3 separate regions of the Mus musculus genome follow, and all the other regions are linked to region 2. Evidence: chromatin contacts called from public promoter capture Hi-C data. All regions are on one chromosome and are shown on one strand. Each heading gives the region's core, a stretch centred on a gene start, on an enhancer-like site or on the middle of the called end of the contact. The rest is flanking DNA. Distances are from core to core; before and after follow the strand shown.

Region 1 (5,113 bases), core at 1,094-3,593, 280 kb after region 2:
GCAGAGCATTATTGATGCACCACGGATAGACCATTTCATACCTAATAAGGCTACAGCTTTGTTTCCACATGATAGTATGTGTTACCGGCATGCTATGGGGAAACTGATTTATTCATTTATTGCTAGAGAAAGCGGCACATGACACACATTTTCAGGAAGCAATATTATAATACATAACAAGGGCGAACAGATTCACAAAGAGATCTGGCTTGTCAGTTCCTTAGGAATTAGCTCTAAGTCAATCACTGAATACAAACAAAAGCTATAAAACCATGGAGTGCAGACGTTCCTCACTGCATGGCTAGATTAGTCAACAAACGAGGAAGAACCTATTTAAGATTAATACAGTGGTCTAAAGATGTATTACATCTAAGGCAATTCAAAACTATGCACAAACACCGGAGGAACACGGGAAATGTATAGAGCATCCCCACTATAACCTGGCCTTGTATCAACCAATAGGCTCAAGGTAACAGCGAAGAACTATACCATGCTAGAATAACTGGATAGTATCTTTTATAAACTGTTCTCCAGTTTCCTTTACAAAGTTTTTTTTCCCCCTATGCCTAAATCATCAAATAAGGCACTGGTACCCTAGTGGTTTGGTGGCTCCCTGGCATGAACAGAGGAGCCCTGGAGAGTAGGAGAGAGAAGACATCTCACATTATTAATTTATCCATCCTTTGCTCCGTCCACTCACCGATCCATAGGTAGAGTCTTGCTATGGCCATCCTAGAAGTCTGCTTCTGTAGTCCAGACTGGCTTGCATGCACAATCTAACCTCTGATTCCACAATGCGAAGACCACAGGTGTGCACTACTACACCTGACCACAAGAGGGCAAACTCAAGCAGGAAGTCGGCTTTCTCCCTCTATCTGTTGAGTTACATTCCAGAGTCGCAGTGGAATTTCTGGTACCCAGGAAAAGTCTTTAAGCTCAGGATAGACACACAGAATAAAAACATTCCCAGGCCCCTAGCCTAGGAAACTGACAAGTCACACAAGGTGTCCCTTAACACCTCCAGCTGGCTGAAGGCTGTTCCCCGCTGTCTCGGGATGCACTGTGCCACACTCAGCGGGCATGATCGCCCCTTCGCCTGGAGGTCCCAATCAGTTCTCAGACGTCTCGTTTATGACTTTCTCTGCCAGACAGCAGACAGGGTTTCCAAAAGTTAGAGAGCGGCTACCACTTAGTATGAGTACTTGGTGAAACTTTCGTAGAGACAGAGAACCTGACTGGTCTGAGAGAACCCACAGAGGCACAAGCTGAGTGGTGACTACATCTTCAGTAACCCCAAACATTCTAGATATGCCTTCTAACTCCTTTAACTAGTTCATAAACTTCAAATCCCTGGCACCTTTTACAAATTTCCCCGATTAGTTCATAAACTTCACAGTCCTGGTACCTTTTGCACCGGTGAAGTGAATAGTAAGCAGCCTCAACGTGGAGAAGCGTCTCTGAGAGGCTGCAAATGGGCTGATACAAAGAACAAAGAGAATTATGTACTGTGTGCCTACTGGTCTGTGCATCTAAACTTAGTCAGCCCCCCTCCCCTGGGGGAAGGGATCCATTTCCTTATAGACTTTATGAATACTTGAAACTCACGAAGAGGGAGGCCTGCCACTAAACACTATACTTTTGCTGACAGGCGGGACACTGAAGGATTCACATCTTCAACATCTTCACTGTCCTCTCTCTTTCCACACAAAAGGAGCTCGATATTAATAATCCTTTAGAGATAGTTTTCACTTTACAAAAACCAAGCACGAAATTCTTGCTCGTGTCAGGCCGTAGATTCCTGGGTGTTTTCAGGCAGTTGTGTGGGAGGGACTATCAAATTCAAGGGTTTACTCTTGCCTGGAACAGAACCAACAGGACCACTGGCCAGTGCTGGGCACTGCTGTCACTGCTCGCTGCAGGACCAGCCCCGAAGCATACAGGGGCAGTTCTCCAAGCAGGTTGTAGGGGTTTCTTTCTCAGCTGCCTCTGCTGACTCCCCCTTTTTTGCAATATAATTGAAGTGGATGTCAGGAGATAGGCCAATATCTTTTGCCTTTGTTGCAAACTTGAAATTTCTGCCCAAGTCATTAATCTCTTTCAGTTTCTGTTTTTTGTTGGCTTGTTTGGTTTTGTTTTTGTGTTTTGTGTTGCATTGTTTTGATTTTTAATCTGTCAAGGGAGAGAGAAGCCATGGCCAGCTCCAACACTGGTCTGGAAGGAACAGGGCTCTGATTCTTAGTCTTATTAATCCGACTGGCCCTGGAGTCACCTAGGGACACATCTATCTCTAGATGTCCAGTGAGTCTGAGGTAGCACGACTCACAGTGAGCATAGATGACACCACCCCAGAGGCTAGGATCCAAGATCAATAAAAAAGAACAGGTAATCTGACCACAGACATTCAATGCTGACTCTTGACTGTGGATACAACGTAACCAGTGTGGATACAATGTAACCAGTGTGGATACAATGTAGCCAGTGTGGATACACTGTAACCAATGTGGATACTATGTAGCCAGTGTGGATACAATGTAGCCAGCCCATGCAGCCGAGCACCGTCTTCCCACGGTGATAGCATGTTTCCCTCTTAAACTTTGAGCTAAATAAAACAGCACTAAGTTACATGGTCCAGTGTTAGTCAACCTGGGCCTGGGGAATGCTCAACCTCTGGGAGTCCATTTAAGCTTGCCTTTCCATAGTTCCCTGGTCTGGGCAGACTGACTTGACTGGCAGTACCAACAGGAAGGCAAAAAAGCAACCACACAAAATGAAATCCTGAAGGATTTGAAAAGAGTGGCAGCTCTTATTTTACAATGAGGAAAGTGGGTGCCACTGTTCTCATGACAGGGAGTTTTAAATATTAAGTAAATATTCATGTGGCACCAAAGATATACCCTGCATATTGTACTCACACAATACACTTTTAAAAAACCCTTCATGTTCAAAACAGGAAAGAGGAAGCAGCGACTGATTTCTCAGGAGGAATCATTCAGTGCGTTATCTTCCCAGAGTCATAGCATCCATCAGAAGGTCTGCAAGGAGGCTCGGGAGGGTCTGCGTGTTTCATTAAGTGTGTAATTGAACCGGAAGAATGCTGGTGGCATTTCGAGATTAGCATCTCGAGTTTAATAGAAGCCCTTTTCATCTTCCTTTCTAAATGAGCTCCGCTGTGTTCACAGTGGAGTTCATGTGCCATCCAGTCACGGGCCAAAACTGTAGTGGTGTATGCTCTCCAGTGCACAAAGACACTGGCTGCTGATGGAGCAGAGGTTATAGCACTGGTGTAAACTGAGGCACAGCAAGTGATTGTCAGATAGAAGGGAAATGAGGCAGATGGGCCCCAGCTCCACCTGGCTAATTAAGGTGACTAGGCCCAAGCGCACTGAATAGTGCTAAGTCACAGAAGGTAGTACATTTAGGCAGGGCATTGGCTTGCCTTCCCTCTGCACTCCTCCCTCTACCTGTTCAGTTACAGGCTGTGGAATTCCTGGTATCCAGGAAAAGTCATTATCCCCAGGAGGGAGGCAAAGAATAAAACATCCCCAGGCTCCTAGCCTGGGAAATTGATCAAGTTGGACACCTGCCAAGGGAAGGGATCCAACCCCCCCAGTGTGCCACGGTGAGTCACAGAAGCTCATCTAAGGTGGCATACCTGAGCACTGGGGATGCTATACACACAGGGTCAGCGCCGGCCCTCTGCTTCCATTCTTAAAATGATAAGGCTCACTTGAGGAATGCAGTACCCGAGTTGGCAGTTGTGGGAAGAGAGGCCTAGACATCTGGTCTCTCCGCAAATAACTCCCAAGCCTTTCAAAGCAGCAGGTATCACAACCCAAAAGGTTACAAGGTTACCACCCTGTTGCAAGTTTCCCATCCCACGCTGTCAACACCAGCTATTCCAAGGTTCCCACTGCAACAGGCAGAATGCAGACAAGGCTTAATCCCTCTCTCATCCAGGTTAGCCCCTTTCTGCCTCTCTGTGGATTCACAGAGCCTTTTAAAATTAAGTGCCTGCCCCGACTCCCCATACCACAATGAATTAACTCTTTGGTTTTCCTTGGGATACTTCTTTGCTAAGGCAATTTTTGAAGTCTAACTAATTTTAAAATTAAAAAGTCATCGTTGGGTGTAATGAAAAACTGGCACATGACCTGAGACAGGGGAATCAGTGTGAGCTCAGGGCTGGCCTGAGAAACAGTGAGGGTCTTCCCCACTCCCATCCCACCCCCAATTAAAAAAATAAAATAAAAACAGTATGGCCTCTTCAAAATTGTTGTGGAGGCAGGGCAGGGTCCCCAGAAGGTGGACAGGGTGGGATCTATTGTCAGACCTACCAAGGAAGAGCAATCTTAGAAGTCCGAAGATTAAAGGAAGAACAATAGAAGCAGCAGAATTAAGGTAAGACAAGGGCTTGGAGGAAGAGAAGCAAGGAGTAGAGAAAAGTTCTGGTAATTGCTGTCTCACTGAGCAGAGGACCTTCCAACCCTGCTTCCCACAGAAAACCCAGCTCAGGGCTACCCACACAAGCACCGTGGCAGCCTGGCAGCCTAGCAGATGCCAGGGATGCTGTCAGCACAGTCTGCCCTTCTCCAGCCCTCTCAGTCCTGAGGCTCCAAGCACTGAAGTTATCATTTCTGCTCCACACTGCTAGCCCCTGGTTAGGGAAGCGCAGATCCAATCTGTGCCTGTAACATTGTGACTGAGGGGTGACAGCCCCTGGTTAGGGAAGCGCAGATCCGATCTGTGCCTGTAACATTGTGACTGAGGGGTGAGAGCCTCGTGAGCTCCTCTTTTGTTCTTTCAAATCTCCTGCTTGAGAAAACAAGGTAGTGCCTCTCCCCTCCTCCATGTTGTCCCTGTATGGTCTCGCAGGAGGGCAGGGTGACCCTGTTCCTCTTGCACCAAGGCACTTGGTGCCTTTAAAAACTCAAAATCCTTTCCCCTGGTCTGTGGCTGAGGAGGACTCTGGGTAATTTCTGCATGAGAGCTAGTGAAACTTGACATGTCACTGACCAGAAGGTCTTAGGGGATGATTCTCAGCCTCTTCTTTGCTGCCCTGGGGAATAAAAATGCCTCTTTTCACTCTGGAAAGTTTTTCATAAGGTAGACTAAG
Region 2 (4,490 bases), core at 1,648-4,147:
TACCAGAAGCACTCCTGAAAGGTACTTGGACCCAGAGTCTAGCTTTGTGCCTGGACTTGGATTCCTGGCCACCCAAAGACCTCACTTCCATTTATCTTAATTGTTCTACAAATCCCCACTTGAGAGCATCCACACTTGGCTCTTCCTAGAATCAGGAATCCTGCTGGGTTGATGAGAACTCCAAGAGAGCTTGCTGTGGCTCCCCCAGTCTGCTAACCAGCCAACAAATAAAAGACTGGCTCCTGACTATCATGAAGGAATATATCCACCCACACAAGGATGTTTGGGACTAAAACAAGCCTTCTGGCCTCTGGAAGGGCTGTTTCCAGAAGGAACCATACAAATGCTCAGTTATGCCCTGGAGAAGAACCGGCCCTTGAACCACTAGTGGGTGGTATCACCAATCCGGGAACCCTTGCTGCTCACATTGATTTCCTGAAGCGCTCTGGAAAGCTCTGGGCAGCCATTTAAGGGACATTAACTTTTGATGCCCTGCTTCACAATTTTCAACTACATATTGATGCCCCCAAGAAGTCAGTCAATTTAACCAGAATCTCAAAACCACTATCCTAACAGGCTTTGGAAGTCTGAACCTACACTGAACCTACACTGCTTGCCCTGTTTTTTGGACACACACACACACACACACCCTGCGGGCCTGGCTACCACTGGGGCACTGCACTACAGGCCGAAGATTCCTAGGAGGTTCACAGTCTGTGTCACACTGGTTCTTAAAGTGGCCGCTGTTGTGGATAATTTGTAGTGTCATTATGCAACGTTCTTCTAGGCTCTGACTATACTCCCTGCCAGCCCTCGGCAAAGAGTCTCTGCAAGCTGGGTATGGAAATAGCTTTCCCCACTGATCCCTGACTCTCCCAAGGATTGATAGACCTAAGAGCAAGATGACACTTGACACTGATTACTGTCAGGTCTCATCTCGGACAAACGCGACAGTCACCCATAGACAAGGCAGTAATAAAGTGTTCAATAAGTGCTCCTGGCTACTCTGCTGTCCAACTTCGCGGTTTTGATGGTTTGTGATTACCCTCTGGCTGGTTTTACAGTTTGAGCTAGAATCTTAGTCTTTTTTTTTCTCTCTCTCTCTCTTGCTTCTCCTTCTCTACCCTCAAAGTACACAGAACCTCAGAGTTGTTTGGTGGGCGATAATGGGGAATCTAGAACCGGACTCAATACCTTCCCCCTCTAGAGATCCGCCAGCGCAGGGCGCGGGCGCCGGGCCAGGACGGGTGCGATTCGCTGGAGTTTATCAACTCCTTATCGGTGCCCTGAGGTGGGAGCTGCAGCTTTCGACCAGAGGATACACAGTTCCTGGCTCATGTCCCTAAGTGGAAGCCCAAACAAAAAGCCCGTTTGCTCGGGGCTGGGTCCTCACCGCCAGTCTTTTCCAGTCTGGCCACGGATCTCTGGCAGCTCGCGCCATTCTGCGGTCACGCGTACCATTCCGGACACCCCAGCTAAGTCGCCACGGAGCGCAGTGCTGGAAGCTCTAACCCACGGCACGCACCGATCGAAACAGGAGCAAAGTGCCAGGCGGCCAGCTATAAACTTTTGCAGGCGACGAGAATGTACCCAGGTCTGCGGCGGGGTCACAGTGTGTTCCCACCTCAGCTCCTAGAGCTGGGTGTCAAGTCACCAGATGCGGGGCGGATTGAAGGAGGCTCGAGGGCAGCGCGAGTTGCCCCGAGTTGCCTCTCACCCAGTGCCGAAAGGTTCGCGAGGACAAACCTTCGTGGCTGCCCTTCGTCTTAAGAATCAGACACTCGGAGCCGCCGGGTGTCACGGTCTTCTCTCTGCACACTAGAGCACCTGCCCCCGCAGGGCAATCCAGGTCACTCACTCCCCACTCTCTGCCGGAGTCTAGGTGTAGGGTAAGGTTAAGGGGGTTGAACAAACTTGGGTGCCGTCTGGAGCAGGACCCTTGACAGTGTTCCGGCTTCTCGGTCAGGGCGCACCCCAGAGTTGCGCTTTGCCCTCTGTTCCATGCTAGTTTGGGGCGCAAAGCCCGCATAGGAACGCTCTCGGAAAGACCTAGAGGGTCTTAGGAAAAGAAAGGCGTGTCTACTGCTCCAGCATGGAAACCCTAAGAGTCGAGGGCATCAGCCCAGAAACATTTCAAAACACTCGCTAGGGAAGCTTGGTGCTCCAGGGACGACAGACTTTGGAAGGCGCCGCGGAAGCACCCCTGACCTCCAGGGCCATCTCTCCGTGTCTCAAGGTCTCGGAACTATCCGCTTTGCAACTCTACTGCGACACCGCAGCTCCTTGTCCCTAAAGGCATCACCGACTCGCTTACTCAAAGCCCCTCAACAGCGGTCCTCCAGCCTCCGAGAACTCTCGCACCCCTCTCCCGACTGCCCCGGGTCGCGCCCGCCACGCGCAGTTCCGCCAATGCCTGGGACCAAGTCGGTCGCCAGCTTTGACTCCCGCTTACCTTTTTTTCTCCTTGTCAGCTGTCATTGTCGCCGTGGCCCTCCGAGACCCGGAGCACCTGGGTTCCTTAACCCCGTAGGGGCTGCAGCCGCTCTCTTTGCTGTGGCCCTCCGCAGCTCTCTGTCGCCCGGGCAGGTGTGAAAGGTCTTTAGTGCTCGCAGGTCCGAGAGTCCCGCTCAATCAGGTGGAAGTTTGCAGAGGGCTGGCTAGGTGCGGAGGAGGAGGAGGGAGGAGGGGGGTGACGGGGAGGAACCTGCAGGAGGAGGCGGGGCCGGGGAAAGGAGTGGGAGGAGGTTGTAAGACGCCAAAAGAGAGAGAGAGCAGCGACAAGGGACCTGGAGTTCCGTTTAGCCCCGAACAGGAGTCACTTTTCTGGGATCTGACAAATCAAAACCAACCAACCAAAAAAGAAAAAGAAAAAAAGAAAAAGAAAAAAAGAAAAAAAAATGGCTCGAAGAGAGCAAGTTGGAAAAAAATCCGGGGGCAAGCGAGTGCGGCCGCTGAGATGACCATACAGTCTCAGGACACTGCCGAGGATTGTACGGCCGCCTCAGGAGAGCTGGAGCGGAGCGCTGCGGACTCCGGAGCTGTACACCGGCCGCTCTCGAATGTCCGGCCTCCTCGGCTGTCAGCCCACTTTAAAAACTCGGACGGCCCGCCCGCGGGAGGGCGCGAGGGGCGCGGGAGTGGGACATCGGGCTGGGGGCGGGCCGGGGGCGGGGCTCCAGAGAAGCCCCGCCCCGCACGCTGGCTGCCTGCCCCGACTTCCCACCGTGTCCCGGCCAATAGGGAGGCGCGGCCACAGCCTCTGCCCTGACCCCGTCCCTCCCCTTTCTCTGGAGCTGCGCTCCTCGGGCGCCCGCCTGCCCTTCCTCCTCCTTCCGCAGAACTGCGACTTGTTTTTGAGGTCGCTGGTGGCGAGTAACTATATGGGACTCCAAATGGAAGCGCAGTTAGCGCAGGACTGAGTAATGGCGGGGATCTGCTACCCAAGTTCGGAGTATGCCTTTGCGCCAGTGTCCTTTCAGCCTCACTTTTCCCCTAAGAGCTAGGCTAGGGCAGGAGCGCTGGGTCGGAGATCGCGAGCGCAGCTAGGGCGTGCAGCGAGCGCCCAGCCAACCCCCCCCCCCCCCGCTTCCGGGTGCTGCTATAGTCCCCTAAACCATCCACTTGGCTCCCTTCGGCCGGCGGTAATGATCCCCAGGACCCTGTCGGCTCTTGTTCTTGTCTGCCTTGGAGGTGCGCTCTCTTTGGCCAAACTGACCTTGACTTCTGAGTCCCGAGTGGCAGAAAGTTGTGGGAGAAACTGGGACAAAAATGATCTAGGGTTGCTCCTGCCTGTGTCTTCCTCAACCGGTTTGTGGGTTTTGAGGTGCTCGTGGTAGACTGTTAGGTTTAAGTGTATGCCTGAGAGGAGAGCCTTGGAGCTCCCTCAGGCCTCTGCCCGCTCTCAATACCCCAGTATCACCGTGGGCTCCCCAGAGAGTTCCTGAGTGTGATGTTGGGATGTGTTGATAGCGTGTTCCCAAATCACTGGATGTGCTCTTCCGGGGTTCGAAGGATACAGCCAACTGCAGGACGTGGTGTTATGAAGTCTCCTCTTCCCTAGGCAGTCAGAGGGTTCTTTGGCCTTTCCACCTGTGAGATGCCCACTCCTGCTTTGATCTTAGACACTTTCCCATTTCCTACTTCTGCAGGAAAATCTCCAGAAGGAAGAAGGGCAGCCATGGATTTTTGAAGGCTAGGGAAAGAGCCAACGGGCTCCATAGTTGTGAATTGCGGAGAAAGCACGGTCCCTCAAATTGGGCTGCCCTGGTATCTAAAGTTTGTGCTTCCCGAACTATTCTTAAACACAAGTTTCCTAGTAAAATTATAACCAGAGACTGTGTGTGTGACTGTGTCTTGGGGTGGGGGCGATTTTTAAGTTTGTTTAAGCATGAAGAAGGTGGATACTTTTTGAAAGTCTTGGGGAGGTATCTGAAAGAATGAGTGCTTGAGCACTTGGAAATCAGTTGACACACCTGAGGGTGATTTCAAAG
Region 3 (4,790 bases), core at 838-3,337, 470 kb after region 2:
GGATGTTGGAGGGAGCTCACCTTCCTGTACATGGCAAAATGGTCGCCTACTTCCAGAATGCAAGCTATCCCAACCCCGGGCTCATCTGAATTCCCATCTGACATTTCCCTGTCGCAGCCTGCTGTGGTCATGTGTGTGCCCCACACCCCACACACACTGACCTTCTGTTTGCTGTGCTGTCTTCACTTCTCCTCATTCTTAAAGATGACACACATGAATACAGAGATTTTCACTTTTACACCACCAGCTATGGAACCATGTCTAGCACACGGCTCCTAGGCCATACTCATGTCCCTGATTGGTCAATTCATAATGAGATCATGTGTCAACATTTAACAATAGACTATGATCAGAGAGCTGCACAGCGTGGCAACTCTATCATCATTATAAACACTGTGTAATGTGCTCGCACAAAGTGACAGCAGTGACATCACTAGACAGTGTGACCTTACAGCCTCACCGTGGGCCGGGATGATTTTTCCTATGGTATAGCTAATCTCCATGATTTAGAACATTAATTCCTCATGTTAAAAGAATGAATTCACACTCCATTGCCTCTTCTTTGCCTCTGCCCTCATGGATCTGAACAATGCTCTCTAAAATGAGCAGGTGGGCACTAGCAGTGGGGTCTTTGGCTCAAAGCCTTGAAGGAAGTGGTCAGATTAGGAGTGGTCCTGAATGAGGAAAGAGCTACCATGAAAGCAGGAGACTACCTTGAACAAGAATCCACTAGAATAATTTTGTTTTGGAAAACAAAACTACAAAATATGACTGTAAGGTTGGGGGATGGGCACAGTAGTTTGGCCCCGCCCTACTATTGTAAAGGTTTTGTTTGTTTCCCTCAATGAAGGCACACACACCACGGGATCCCAAGCAGATAAATGACTCACCTGAGATGATGCCTGCTGGGGCAGCAGGAGATCATAAGGAGACGCAGAGACCAGTCAGGAGGCCACTGCATTGTCACTGAAGGTGACAGACTGGACTGTGGCCTGGGAAGGAGAGCTCAGAATCTGAGTGCACATCTTTGGTGCTCTGCGTCCCAATCTGGAAGCACTTCAGTCCCCCCTTTCCATCCTCCGAGGAGATGTGGTGATGACAATCACACAGAAATGTCTGAGGAAGTCACTTCACTTTCAAATGTTGCAGAAGGCAAGCACAGGCACACATCTGTAACCCCAGCACTTAGGAAGGGAGGCGGGAAGACCTGCGGTTTGGGCCAGCTCTAGCTCCATACTCTCATCAAGTCAGCCTGTGCTACAATGAGGCCCTGTCTCAAAAACAAAACTAAACAAAGAAACAAGCATAGCATGCTCCCACACACTCAGGGAAGCGTGAATAAATTCTCGCTGGTAGGGGAATTTCATTAGCTTCAAATACTGTTAGCATTGATATGAACATCTGCATGGAATTTATGTCTACACATCTGTTCCATTCAGGGACACATACACACACACACACACACAGAGAGAGAGAGAGAGAGAGAGAGAGAGAGAGAGAGAGAGAGAGAGAGAGAGAGAAAAGAGAGAGACAGACAAACAGAGACATAGAAAGACAGAGACATAGACAGACAGAGACATAGACAGAGACAGAGACAGACAGACACAGAGACAAGGAGAAACAAAGAGACAGAGGCAGATGTGCAGACATACACACACCCACAGGGTAACCTCATTAGCAAGATATATATACCCCATGACCATGAACGACTTAATTAAAGTCCATAAGCCTTTGTTCCTCATGAGTACCTAGGGGCTACGACCCAGACTATGAGAATCAAAGGACCACCATATGAAGTAAGAGTGAGTAACGTGACTGCCCCATAAGGGGATCTCAAAACCCCTTCCTTTTTCCTTCAGTGCTGAGCTCCTGGGACTCAGTGCCACCAGACCATCCAGACTTCAGAGGGTCCCACTTGTGGAAAAGCGTGAAGTGTCCCCATTCCTATTGCTGCTTTACTATCCTGTTTACCATTAGGAAAAACAACTTCCTTTACCACACCCTGCTGGGGCTGTGTCACCGTGCTTCCCCTGGACTTGGAGACAGCCTCAGGAATGGGCGGAGCTGAGCTAGGGCCCTGAAGCCCATGGGAAAGGGTGTGCTGGCCCCATGCAACATGGGTGGACCCCTCTGGGAGGGAGGCAGAGTCAGGGTGACCAGGACTCCTGGCTGGATTCATTGATCGGGAAGCAGAGATGGAGTTCAGATGGTTCCAGAAGCCAAGGCCTGACCGTCTCCCTGGGCCTGTGACTCGAAAACAGCCCTGGCTGGCTGCCACCTTTCGTACTGCCTGTTCTGTAAGGTCACACACAGGGTCATGCCTGCCTTCTGACATTCTGCTCACCCCAGATCAGAGACAGTCAGGTGAGTGGAAGGGAGAAGGGTGATTTGCCATGAGATAGGAAAGAGAGGAGGAGATTGGAAAACAGAAGAGCCAGGAATGCAATCACTGAGACCATGCCAAGCTTGCCTACGTAGTCCCTTCCCCTTGTCCCATGGGATTCTGCACTGTCTTGTGTTCATAACTTGACGTGCTTAAGAAACGCCTCCAAAGTCGAAGGCTAGACGCTCAAAGGCATCCTAAGGCCACCCTCATGACCAGACCAAGTCCAATTCATCCTCATGAGTCTATGAAGCACAGAAGCCATTTAAAACTCCAACCAAGGCAAGGGCATTCCCTGCCATACAACCCAACCAAGGACCCTGTCCCCTGGACTGTCCAGGCGACAAGATTCTTCTTCTTCTAGCCTCAAGTCTTTCTAAGAGGGCTCCTTTCTCTAAGGCAGTGTAGACAGCCCCTAGATGAACAGCATCAGAAGAGGGAGATGGGTGATGACAGACAGCTGTGACATTTGAGCACGGTTTAAAAAGGTAAAAAGAGTGCTCAATCTGCAGAGCCACCCGAGGCAGGCTGCAGTGGGGCGCAGGAGAAGGAGCATCTAAATCTTCTTCTCCCTGTCTTTCTGAAGCATCACCGTGCCCAAGGCCAAAGCCCTCTTCTCCAGGATGACTGTATCAAGAAGCCCCAAGCAGTGGATTCATCTTCTAAGTGATCTGATCTCACAGGTGAAAAGAGAGAGAGAGATTGGGGATGCAATAGTTGGTTTTTGCCAATTTGACATAAACCTAGACATAGCTAGGAAGAGGGAATCTCAATAGAGGAATTGCCTCCATCAGATTAGCCTATAAGGATATCTGTGAGACATCTTCTTGATGATTAATGCAGGAGGGCCCAGCCTCATTCCTATGGCATCATAGGGGGATGGTTAGCGTCATCCCTAGGCAGGTAGGCCTGACCTGTATAAGAAAGGGGTTGTAAGCCAATATCCAGTATTCCTCCACAGCCTCTGCTTCAGTGGCTGCCTCAGTTCTCACCTTGGCTTCCCTCAGTGATGAACTCTAAGCTCCTCAAGCACAAGGAGCAGCGAATCTTGCTGCCTCGGTCGCTATCTTCACCCCAAATCACTTGCCTGACCAAGAGGAGCAAACAAGGACGGGATCTCAACTCCCACTCCCAAGAAGCTTCATCCTTAGCAGCCTGGACCGTTCTCCTGGGGACAGTGGCACAGACTCCAGCTGGCCCCAGCTGCCAAAGAGCTTAGTGTGAGAGCTGCAGGTCTTAGGGATTGAGGCAGATCGTCTCAGGATCGTGGCCTTCAAAAGTCTACCTGAGAGGCTGGGGGTTCTGCGGCCTCCTTCGTCCTACACAGCCAGAGCACACCTGAACACGGACAGCAGGGAACTAGGGGAGTCAGGAGTGGAGGGCTGGAGATGTTGTGACACTTGTTTTCTTAGACTTCCATTCTTATTCCCTAGACTGCTGCCCCCGCAGACCCACGATGGCCTCCTCTACACAAAGCCTGTTCTTCAGAGGCCACAGATTGGCCCTATGTGATGTGAGCACACGGCAAATACTCAACTCACCCACCAATAAGCTGTCTGCTGCCACTTAACTGTTCCAAGCACAGTCATCAGGTAGTGGCTGCAAACTTGCTGGGGAAGAGCCAGGATCAAGGACAAAGCTGAGAATAAGGTCAACCTACTAGGAAGGCAATTGAGAGAGATAAGGATGGGGTAATAAAATCTGCAATTGCTAGGAAATATCATTCCTGCATTTCTTTCTCATAGTGACCCTTGAACATCCCCGTCAGACTCTCAGAATCTCTCCCCAGCTCCACCACTTCTTTCCTGCCCGACACTCCCTGTTTTCTCTCCCCCTTTGGTACTTTTACTGTGATCTCTGGCTTTCTGAAGAAGAAACATTGAGTTAGGTACCAGGTCTCTGGATGCTAGACCAGTTCTGCTACCCACTAACCACTTGCTTCTACTGGCATAAACAAACCAGCTGCTTGGTTTCCCCTGCTCCCAGGTTCCACTGCTGTCAAACTGTGGAATCATGTCACCAAGAGCTCTTGGGAGGACAAAATACTGAGGAGGCAGTGTCCTTCTGTCACTCCATCCACTGGCCATGCTTTGCACTCAGAATTAGGAACTATAAGTCACCCCGGAAGCCAGAGCAGCTACACACATGGCTGCAGGTCCACAATGCCCTAAGCATTTGTGCAAGTGTTGGGATCTTAGGGAAATGTGTCTAGCTAGGGACTCTGGAAAGGAAGAAGCACTGGCCATCAGCCACACTGGTGGTATTCCATTCTCCCACCTCTGATGGAGGACACACACACATGCACACACACACATACACCATCCCATGCCACCCCCACCCTATACATGAACACACATACAGACCACACACACATACACATTACACACACATATCCAAATACCATCCA

What was found. Promoter capture Hi-C pulls out the DNA fragments that hold promoters and counts their contacts.
Region 1: a promoter capture Hi-C map of liver shows a contact between it and region 2. The contact joins the enhancer-like site here to the promoter of Epas1 in region 2. A contact is called at or near these places in 4 of 39 promoter capture datasets (the C10 cell line, liver and neural stem cells), 1 of 15 datasets of contacts at CTCF or cohesin (large pre-B cells), 7 of 484 Hi-C or Micro-C datasets (centrocytes, extraembryonic endoderm stem cells, liver and 1 more), 4 of 115 datasets of contacts at active chromatin or transcription factors (embryonic stem cells, extraembryonic endoderm stem cells, hepatocytes and 1 more) and 2 of 9 other capture datasets (adipose tissue and liver).
Region 3: a contact with region 2 is called in a promoter capture Hi-C map of liver, with 4 times the contacts expected there. The contact joins the promoter of 2010106C02Rik here to the promoter of Epas1 in region 2. A contact is called at or near these places in 2 of 39 promoter capture datasets (both in liver) and 1 of 9 other capture datasets (liver).

Annotation. Positions count from the first base shown.
Region 1 is chr17:86,467,606-86,472,718 of GRCm38.p6, reverse strand. The region is part of intron 2 of Prkce (protein kinase C, epsilon); the gene reads right to left. Among named protein-coding and RNA genes, the nearest start is that of Gm30284, 25 kb to the right of the region's middle. Within about 2 kb of position 2,343, at least 21 of the 459 cell types and tissues checked have an H3K27ac peak or open chromatin away from gene starts, as enhancers often do. A contact at or near this core is called in hepatocytes and liver, where this site is marked.
Region 2 is chr17:86,752,271-86,756,760 of GRCm38.p6, reverse strand. Epas1 (endothelial PAS domain protein 1) reads right to left here and starts at 2,897. Exons shown (of 16, transcript NM_010137.3): 1 at 2,453-2,897. The coding sequence starts at 2,478.
Region 3 is chr17:86,284,475-86,289,264 of GRCm38.p6, reverse strand. It overlaps 2010106C02Rik (RIKEN cDNA 2010106C02 gene), which reads left to right and starts at 2,087. Exons shown (of 3, transcript NR_045435.1): 1 at 2,087-2,364; 2 at 2,970-3,066; 3 at 3,817-4,098. All of the region lies in intron 1 of Prkce (protein kinase C, epsilon), which reads right to left.